Regions from separate parts of the Rattus norvegicus genome. Here region 1 is linked to region 2. Evidence: chromatin contacts called from public Hi-C data. All regions are on one chromosome and are shown on one strand. The core of a region is the stretch at or near the end of the contact, and the rest is flanking DNA. Distances in the headings are between cores, read along the strand shown. Region 1 has its middle 26 kb from the start of Mmgt2. Region 2 has its middle 17 kb from the start of Cenpv.

Evidence for each region. A called contact is a pair of places that touch in the nucleus more often than the background predicts.
Region 1: a contact with region 2 is called in a Hi-C map of liver, with 4 times the contacts expected there. The contact joins two enhancer-like sites. A contact is called at or near these places in 8 of 12 Hi-C or Micro-C datasets (the A7r5 cell line, the Rat2 cell line, Schwann cells and 4 more).

What each region holds. Positions count from the first base shown.
Region 1 is chr10:47,866,688-47,870,661 of GRCr8, forward strand. No RefSeq gene overlaps it. Among named protein-coding and RNA genes, the nearest start is that of Mmgt2, 26 kb to the left of the region's middle. Within about 2 kb of position 2,529, at least 3 of the 93 cell types and tissues checked have an H3K27ac peak or open chromatin away from gene starts, as enhancers often do.
Region 2 is chr10:47,708,828-47,713,032 of GRCr8, forward strand. No RefSeq gene overlaps it. Among named protein-coding and RNA genes, the nearest start is that of Cenpv, 17 kb to the right of the region's middle. Within about 2 kb of position 2,569, at least 5 of the 93 cell types and tissues checked have an H3K27ac peak or open chromatin away from gene starts, as enhancers often do.

The DNA of each region.
Region 1 (3,974 bases), core at 1,279-3,778, 160 kb after region 2:
TGTGCATCTATGTGGAAACTAGAGGTATGGGCTGAGCGTTGGGCTTGGTTACGTCACATCTTATTTCTCTGAGACAGACAGTGCCTTTCCTGAACCACAAGCTTACTGATTGATTAATTGGCTAGAAAGTCTAAGAAATCCTCCTTCTTGCCTCCTGGTTCTGGGATCACAGATGTATACTGCCATGTTACCACAACCCCATACCCACCTTAAACCACCCCATGATCTCGGGTGCTGGAGGTGGAGCTCTGTTCCCATGCTTGCATACAGTTAAGCTGGTTACCAGTGATGCCATCTCCCCAGACCTGCTCACACGCACTGTTCACTTGTGTTTCTTCTTTGGAGAAATGTTTATTCAAATCCTTTGGTTGCTTTAATTTTTGTTTTTCAGAGAGGGATTCACTAGGTATATTACAGCCCACAAAAGACCCAGCAGCCTCTGCCTCCTGCACAGTCAGATTAAGGTGTGCACCACCTCACCTCGCCCTTTGACTATTATTTTTTAAACTTTATTTTCACGTTGTTTATTTTATTTTATGTTTATTGGTGTTTTGCCTGCATATGTACATGCCTGATGCCTGTGGACAACAGAAGAACGTGTCTGATCCCTTCACACTTTGTCATGTGGGGACTGGGAACTGAACCCAGGTCCTCTGGGAGAGGAGCCAATGCTCTTTTTTTTTTTTTTAAGTATAGAATAGAGTTTATTCAGGGCATGGGGAGGGGAGGCAAGAGGTTAGTAGAGGCAGAGAAAGGCAGAGAGAGAGAGAGAGAGAGAGAGAGAGAGAGAGAGAGAGAGGAGAAGAAGAAGAAGAAGAAGAAGAAGAAGAAGAAGAAGAAGAAGAAGAAGAAGAGGAGGAGGAGGAGGAGGAAGAGGAGGAAGAAGAGGAGGAGGAGGAAGAAAGAGAAGTAGAGGCGGGCCATGAGCACGTGGAGAGAGGGGAAGAGGGAATGGGGAGAGGGAAAGGGAAGGCAAGAACAGGAACAAGAAAGTGAGCCAGTGCTCTTAACTGCTTGATCCATCTGTCTAACCCAAGCTTTGCCCATTTAAAAATAAATGGCTCTCCTGACCATTACATATTATGTGTGGCCTTAAATTCTGTCATTTATACAATACTGTGTTTGTGGGGAGTCCTGGGCACAGACAGCCTCATTCTGTTCTTATAACCACCTTGAAATATAGGTACAACCTAAACTCAAAGCCTGCATGGGTCAAATCATGTTCCTATGGTCACACTGCTGGTAAATGATGGAGCGGGGAGTTTGACAGGGGCAAGGGGGAGCTGGGGAAAATCCTACCGGCTCTTTTCTAAAGCCCTCACTGGTAGGAAGTGAGTAGCTGGGAGGCAGGAGCCACCATCTGCTAGTTTTCATTCCAGCTTTAACCAGCCAGGGAGCTGTGCCTCGCCCCACCCCCATCCCTCTTTATTTCTCCCTCAAAATTAAATATTTAATATAAGAAATTGTTTGCACAGGTGCTGGAAGACCCGAAGAGTCAAGCCTGCGAAGCTTAGTAACCAGAGTAATAGATACAGTAAGAAGTCATGAGAGTGACAGGGAGGAGTCAAGTTGCCAGGACTCAGAGAGGTCCTGCAGGGTGGAAATCAGACCCTCAAGGGCAAGTATTTCGTATCTGGTGATTCAGGCAGGCAGGCACCTGTGCACCAGTGTCCTCAGAGAGGACGGAATCTGGGGACTTTGGCCCAGTCCATTCCTTGTGCCCGGCCTTGGTGATGCTGTTTCACAGTAGAATACACATGGGAAAGTGCTTTGCAAAATCTCTACACATCAAGGAGAAGTAAGTCATTACTAGAATTCACCAGAATGGTGCCTTCTCCATACCTGTGTCTCCCCACATTTCACAATCCGAGCTCTGTCTGTGTGCTTTCTATCTGGTGTGTCTGTTTTCAAACGTCCCCAGGGGGTCCAGTAAAAAGGTTGGAGAGCCTTTGTAGCATGTCATGGGCTGGCTGCCTTGTTGGATCTAGCCTCTCCTACCTACTGGTCATATCATTATCACCACTATCACCTTTAAAAAAAAAGTCTTATGTAGCCCAGGCTAGCTGTGAACTTGCTATGTAGCCAAGGATGGCCTTGTACTCCGGATCCTTCTGCTTCTATATTGCGAGTGCTGGAATCACAGAGGTGTTCCACCAAGCCTAGATGCCCAGTAGTCTTGAGGAGACAGATCACAAGGTGGGGTCATGGAGCATGTAAAGGGGGATTGTCACCTCTGCCACAGTGGTCTGCAAAGCTGCAGGTAAGTTCGGTCCAGAACATCTGCTCAGCCCCACTTCTCCCCTTCCCAAGATCTCTCTCTGCTTTGCCCTTCACATTGGCGTTGCCCTAATTGTACCTCAGGAAATAACCCTGAGGTGTCCATCATAGAGGAGCCTTCAACTGGATATGAGCTGCTTGAGCCACTCTCTTCAGAGTCCAAAAACACAGTTAAACAGGAAGTTAGGACACTTCTGTGTTGAGACTGTGGACTGTGCAGTGCCTGGTGGGCGGAGGATTTGTTTGGCGTCCCTCTCCTGCCATCTTGTGGATGGATAGGAGGACTGTGACAGACCCAGTGGGCAGGAGACCCAGGAGAAAAGAGTGTTTTCAGGGGAGGAAAGAGGAAAGCAGCAAGTGCAGTGCCACTCTGTGCTGAGGCCTAACCCTGGGCAGCACTCTGGCGTCAGTTTCCTAATCAGCGTTGCACAGAAATCTGCGTGAGTCTTGGCACCTGCGAGAAGAGCGTCACACTTCTCCAGCCGTGTCAGCAGCTGCAAATGCCCTCAGAGGGCTGGCCTTTGGAAATGTAAAGATTCAGAATTTGCAGACTTTTCTCCTCACTTGGGTCAATGTCTTACATGGAAAATTCTAGAAATAAGCATTGTCTAATTGTGCCTTATTCTGGATCTTATGATGAATTTGGCTCTGTCCTGCTCTAGCCCACTCAGGACAAGAAACATCCCTTTGCCCAGTGTCTGTCTGTACACATGCTGGTAGCCATCCCTGTCGTCAGAGTGACTGCCATGGTCTCACATGCTGGTTGGCATTCAACCTACCTCTGCTTTACTCAATAATGTCTTCAAAGTGCGACACTAGGGATGCTGACAATTTTATATAGTCCCTCTATCTTGTCCTTGGTAATCTCTTCCTGGGTCTAGTCTGCAAACTAAACGGTATGCCATGTGTGTGTGTGTGTGTGTTTGTGTGTGTGTGTGTGTGTGTGTGTGTGTGTGTGTGTGTGTGCGCGCTAAAAGCAGAGGGTGCATAGGTTTGAACTCCAACTGGGGTTGGAAGATAGCCCCCTCAGATGAGGGGGACAAGTGCAGTCACAAAGAGTGAGCTCTTGCTAACTTGTGACATCATAGATGAGGTGACTCTAAAGACTCACTCTGGAGCCAGGTGGTGGGGCTACACAGAGAAATCCTGTCTTGAAAACAAAACAAAGCAAAACAAACAAACAAACAAACAAACAAACAAACATCAAAGCCCACTCTGAAGATGCGTCCTCTGTTCTGTGTAGCTTGGGAGGGAAGATTTATGGGGCTCATGGTTTCAGAGGTGGTTAGAGCCCATACTCTGCTCACTGTGCTACTTCTGGGCTTGAGGTGTTTGTTGTAGGAACTCTTCCCGGTGAGACATAAACACATTTTTTTTTGACCCCAGACAAGGCACCAATGACCAACCAAAGGGATGACTCTATCCAGGTCTACCTTGGTGAATCGATGAGTTTATTTGGAGTGTAGAATCATGGGTGAGGAGTTACTTACCGGAGTGTGGGAGACTCTGGAACAGCCATATTACTAAAACATCCCGTCCTAGCATGGATAATGACTCCCACATAGTCTCCCCTTCAATTAACCCTCCACTCTCCGTGTACACTAGCACTTCCCAAGTCTGGTACAGCCCAGAGTGTGAGCATCCGGGAACGGCTACAGTCTCTGATGGGAGTCTGATGACTCTCCTCTCCCCTCGTC
Region 2 (4,205 bases), core at 1,319-3,818:
CCCTTAAAGAGGAAACACAAAAATCCGTTAAAAAATTACAGATAAACACAACCAAACAGGTGAAGGAATTGAACAAAACCATTCAGGATCTAAAAATGGAAATAGAAACAATAAAGAAATCACAAAGAGAGACAACCCTGGAGATAGAAAAACCTAGGAAAGAGATCAGGAGTCATAGACACAAGTATTACCAACAGAATACAAGAGATAGAAGAGAGACTCTCAGGGATAGAAGATACCATAGAAAACATTGACACAACAATCAAAGAAAATGCAAAACACAAAAAGATCCTAACCCAAAACATCCAGGAAATCCAGGACACAATGAGAAGATCAAACCTAAGGATAATAGGTATAGAAGAGAGTGAAGACTCCCAACTTAAAGGGCCAGGAAATAACTTCAACAAAATTATAGAAGAAAACTTCCCTAACCTAAAGAAAGAAATGCTATAAGCATACCAAGAAGCCTACAGAACTCCAAGTAGATTGGACCAGAAAAGATACTCCTCCCATCACATAATAGTCAAAACACCAAATGCACTAAACAAAGAAAGAATATTAAAAGCATTAAGGGGAAAAGGTCAAGTAACATATAAAGGCAGACCTATTAGCATTATACCAGACTTCTCACCAGAGACTATGAAAGCCAGAAGATCCTGGGCAGATGTCACACAAACCCTAAGAGAACACAAATGCCAGCCCAGACTACTATATCCAACAAAACTCTCAATTACGGGCTGGAGGAATGGCTCAGTGGTTAAGAGCACTGACTGCTCTTCCAGAGGTCCTGAGTTCAAATCCCAGCAACCACATGGTGGCTTACAACCATCTGTAATGAGATCTGATGCCCTCTTCTGGTGTGTCTGAAGACAGCTACAGTGTACTTATATATAATAAATAAATCTTTAAAAAAAAAACTCTCAATTACCATAAATGGAGAAACCAAGATATTCCATGACAAAACCAAATTCACACAATATCTTTCCACAAATCCAGCTCAAAATAAGAGCTCTTCAAGGACCTGGAGCCAGCTGACAACAGAGTTATTTGCAATGGCACACGGCTTTCCTAATGAGGTTTTTTTTTTCCCCTTGGCTTTTCAAGACAGGGTTTCTCTGTGTAGCCCTGGCTGTCCTGGAAGACATTCTGTAGACCAGGCTGGCCTCATATTCACAGAGATTCTACTGCCTCTGCCTCTCTTTTTTTTTTTTTTTTTTTTTTTAGATTTATTTATTTATTATATATAAGTACACTGTAGCTGTCTTCAGATACACCAGAAGAAGGCATCAGAACTCTTTACAGATGGTTGTGAGCCACCATGTGGTTGCTGGGAATTGAACTCGTGACCTCTGGAAGAGCAGTCGGGTGCTCTTAACCGCTGAGCCATCTCTCCAGCCCGCCTCTGCCTCTCAAGTGCTGGGATTGAAGGTGTGCGCTACCACTGCCCAGCTTGACTTTTTCACAACTAAAATATACTCTAAAAAGGTAAAACAGTACAAATCCAATAACCATAAATCAGAAAGACAATTGTAATAGGTAGCTCTGTGTGTGTGTGTGTGTGTGTGTGTGTGTGTGTGTGTGTGTGTGTGTTTAATTTATTAGAGTGGCTTATAGTCTGTAGTCTGGCTAGTCCAACAATTGCTGCCTTGAAACAGGAAGGCTAAGAATCTGGTAGTTGGGGCTGGAGAGATGGCTCAGTGGTTAAGAGCACTAGCTACTCTTCCAAGAGGTCCTGAGTTCAAATCCCAGCACCTACATGGTGGCTCACAACCATCTGTGATGGGATCTGATGCCCTCTTCTGGCATGCAGGTGTACATGCAGGTAGGGCACTCATACATAAAGTAAACCTTTCTTAGAAAATTAAATTTAAAAACTTTAATTTTTTTAAACTTTCAAGTCCAGAACGTCTAGAATTTTAGGTATTTTTTGTTATTGTTTTTTATTTTATGTTTATTGGCGTTTTGTCTGCATGTGTGTCAGATCCCCTGGAACTGGAGTTACAGACATGTGTGAGTTGCCATGTGGGTGCTGGGGATTGAACCTGGGTCCTCTGGAAACGCATCCAGTGCTCGTAATCACTGAGTCCTCTCTCAAGCCCCTTCCTGCAACTTAATTTTTTTAAACATCTATCTTTAGTGATAGTTCTTAAACATTTTAACTTCCCCTCTAACCCACCACACACCATAGGTAGTGGAAAAGACAGGATATGAGGCTAGGGGGTGGGGGTGGGGGAGCGGACCTGTTTAGGAAGGTTCTTTGGAGCAACTCCTGACTGTGTTGTCTGGAAAACGACAGCTCAGTTTACAGGTCCACAGCGGCAGCTCGATCCACTCCACTTGCAAACACTTCACAAATAACCAGCAGTCCAGTTTGGTAGTCGGGATAGCAAACACGAAACAGCAGCGGTGACACTACCTGGCAGAGACTGCCAGGCCTCAGCCTTGGCTCATGTCAGCAGGAGGGACCAGGAGGAATGCCAGGAGTTCTTGGCTGTGCCTCTCTCAGGAAAGGTAAGAGCAGCGGATGATCCACAAGTGTTGCACAACTAGCTCTGCAAGCAAGCCATACTCAGCCTCTGTCACTGTCCATCAAGTCCTGTTTACCCTCCGAACATCTCGTGCCCTTCACGGCCTTACCTCACCACGTGGCTTGCCTCGGCACAGGCTTCTGTCTCAGCTGACATCAATTTGCCAATCACATTTTTTTGGGCGCGTTTCTCTCTATGGAGTCCCAGCAAAATGTAGCTCAACTATGCAATGTAAGTCAGACCAACACATGTGTGTTGTTGGCAAAAAAGAATCCTTCATCACATGTCCTTTCACATATGTGCTTTAGCAGAACATCCTTTTACCTGTGTCTGCTTCAGCTAAACGTTCCTTCCTGAGTCTGTGTTAGTCTATCCCTGTGTCCACTTCAGGAAAACACACCATGTGTCTGCCCCAGCAAAACACCATCCGTCACAACTGACTTTCCAAAGAACCACTTCTTCTTTATTTTTGAGACATATTGTGTCTTACTGTGAAGTCTGGACTGTCTGAAATTTGCTCTTTAGACTGACTGGCATGGACTGGCATGGCCACAATCCTCCTGCCTCTGCTTCCTGAATACTGAGATGATAGACATGGGCAACCATCGAGTTTGGACTCTGAAAATCCGGTTTCTACCCACACAACCCATGTGTAGCCCTAAGACTGGCTCTGATTGTCTGTTTGATGAATAGTCTACCAACATATGAAAGTTCGAGAACAACTCTCAGGAGTGGGTTCTCTCTTCCCATCAAGAGTTCCTGGGATCTGGCTTCAGTTATCATGCGTCTAGCATCTGAGTTGTGAAGTATGGCATCTTCTGAGGTAACCTCTTTTGGGGACTCTTCCCCTGCAGTCTTTTCATTGGCTGTGTCTCGGACCCTTTATGTTTCTCTCCTGTGGTTTCCCTCAAACGTCTCTGAGGAGTACTGGACACACCCAAGTCCTTAGTAAACATTGGTTAAGGCTGTAGCACACAGGGATGCGCAGTAATGACCCCGCCCCCTTTGAAAACAGGGTTTCTCCTTGTAGCCCTGGCTGTCCCAGAACTCGCTCTGAAGACTAGGCCTCAAACTCAGATCTGCCTGCCTCTGCTCCCCAGTGCTGGGATTGAAAGCATGAGCCAACATACCCAGCTTAATTTTTTTAAATGCTGTAGTGAAACAAAAAAACCCCAAAACCAATCTTTGCTAATTTTAAAAAGACTGAGCTAGGGGTTGGGGATTTAGCTCAGTGGTAGAGCGCTTACCTAGGAAGCGCAAGGCCCTGGGTTCGGTCCCCAGCTCCGAAAAAAAGAAAAAAAAAAAAAAAAAGACTGAGCTATTCATTCAACTATATTAAACAGTTCTTGGAAAACATTAAGTATCCAGTAAATATGAGTATTACATTAAAGATTTTGAGGGTTGGGGATTTAGCTCAGTGGTAGAGCACTTACCTAGCAAGCGCAAGGCCCCGGGTTCAGTCCTCAGCTCCGGAAAAAAAAGACAAAAAAAAAAAAAAAAAAAAAAAAAAAAAAAAAAAGATTTTGTAAAATGGACTGCTTTGTCTTATCCAAAGCTGATTTCAGTTCCTCAATTACCTTTATAATAAAAGTCAGACTTCTGATACTAAAACCTCAGCTGGTGAACAACCAATGGTCCTTCATTTTTGTGGATATGTATGTGTGGTGTGTGTTCATA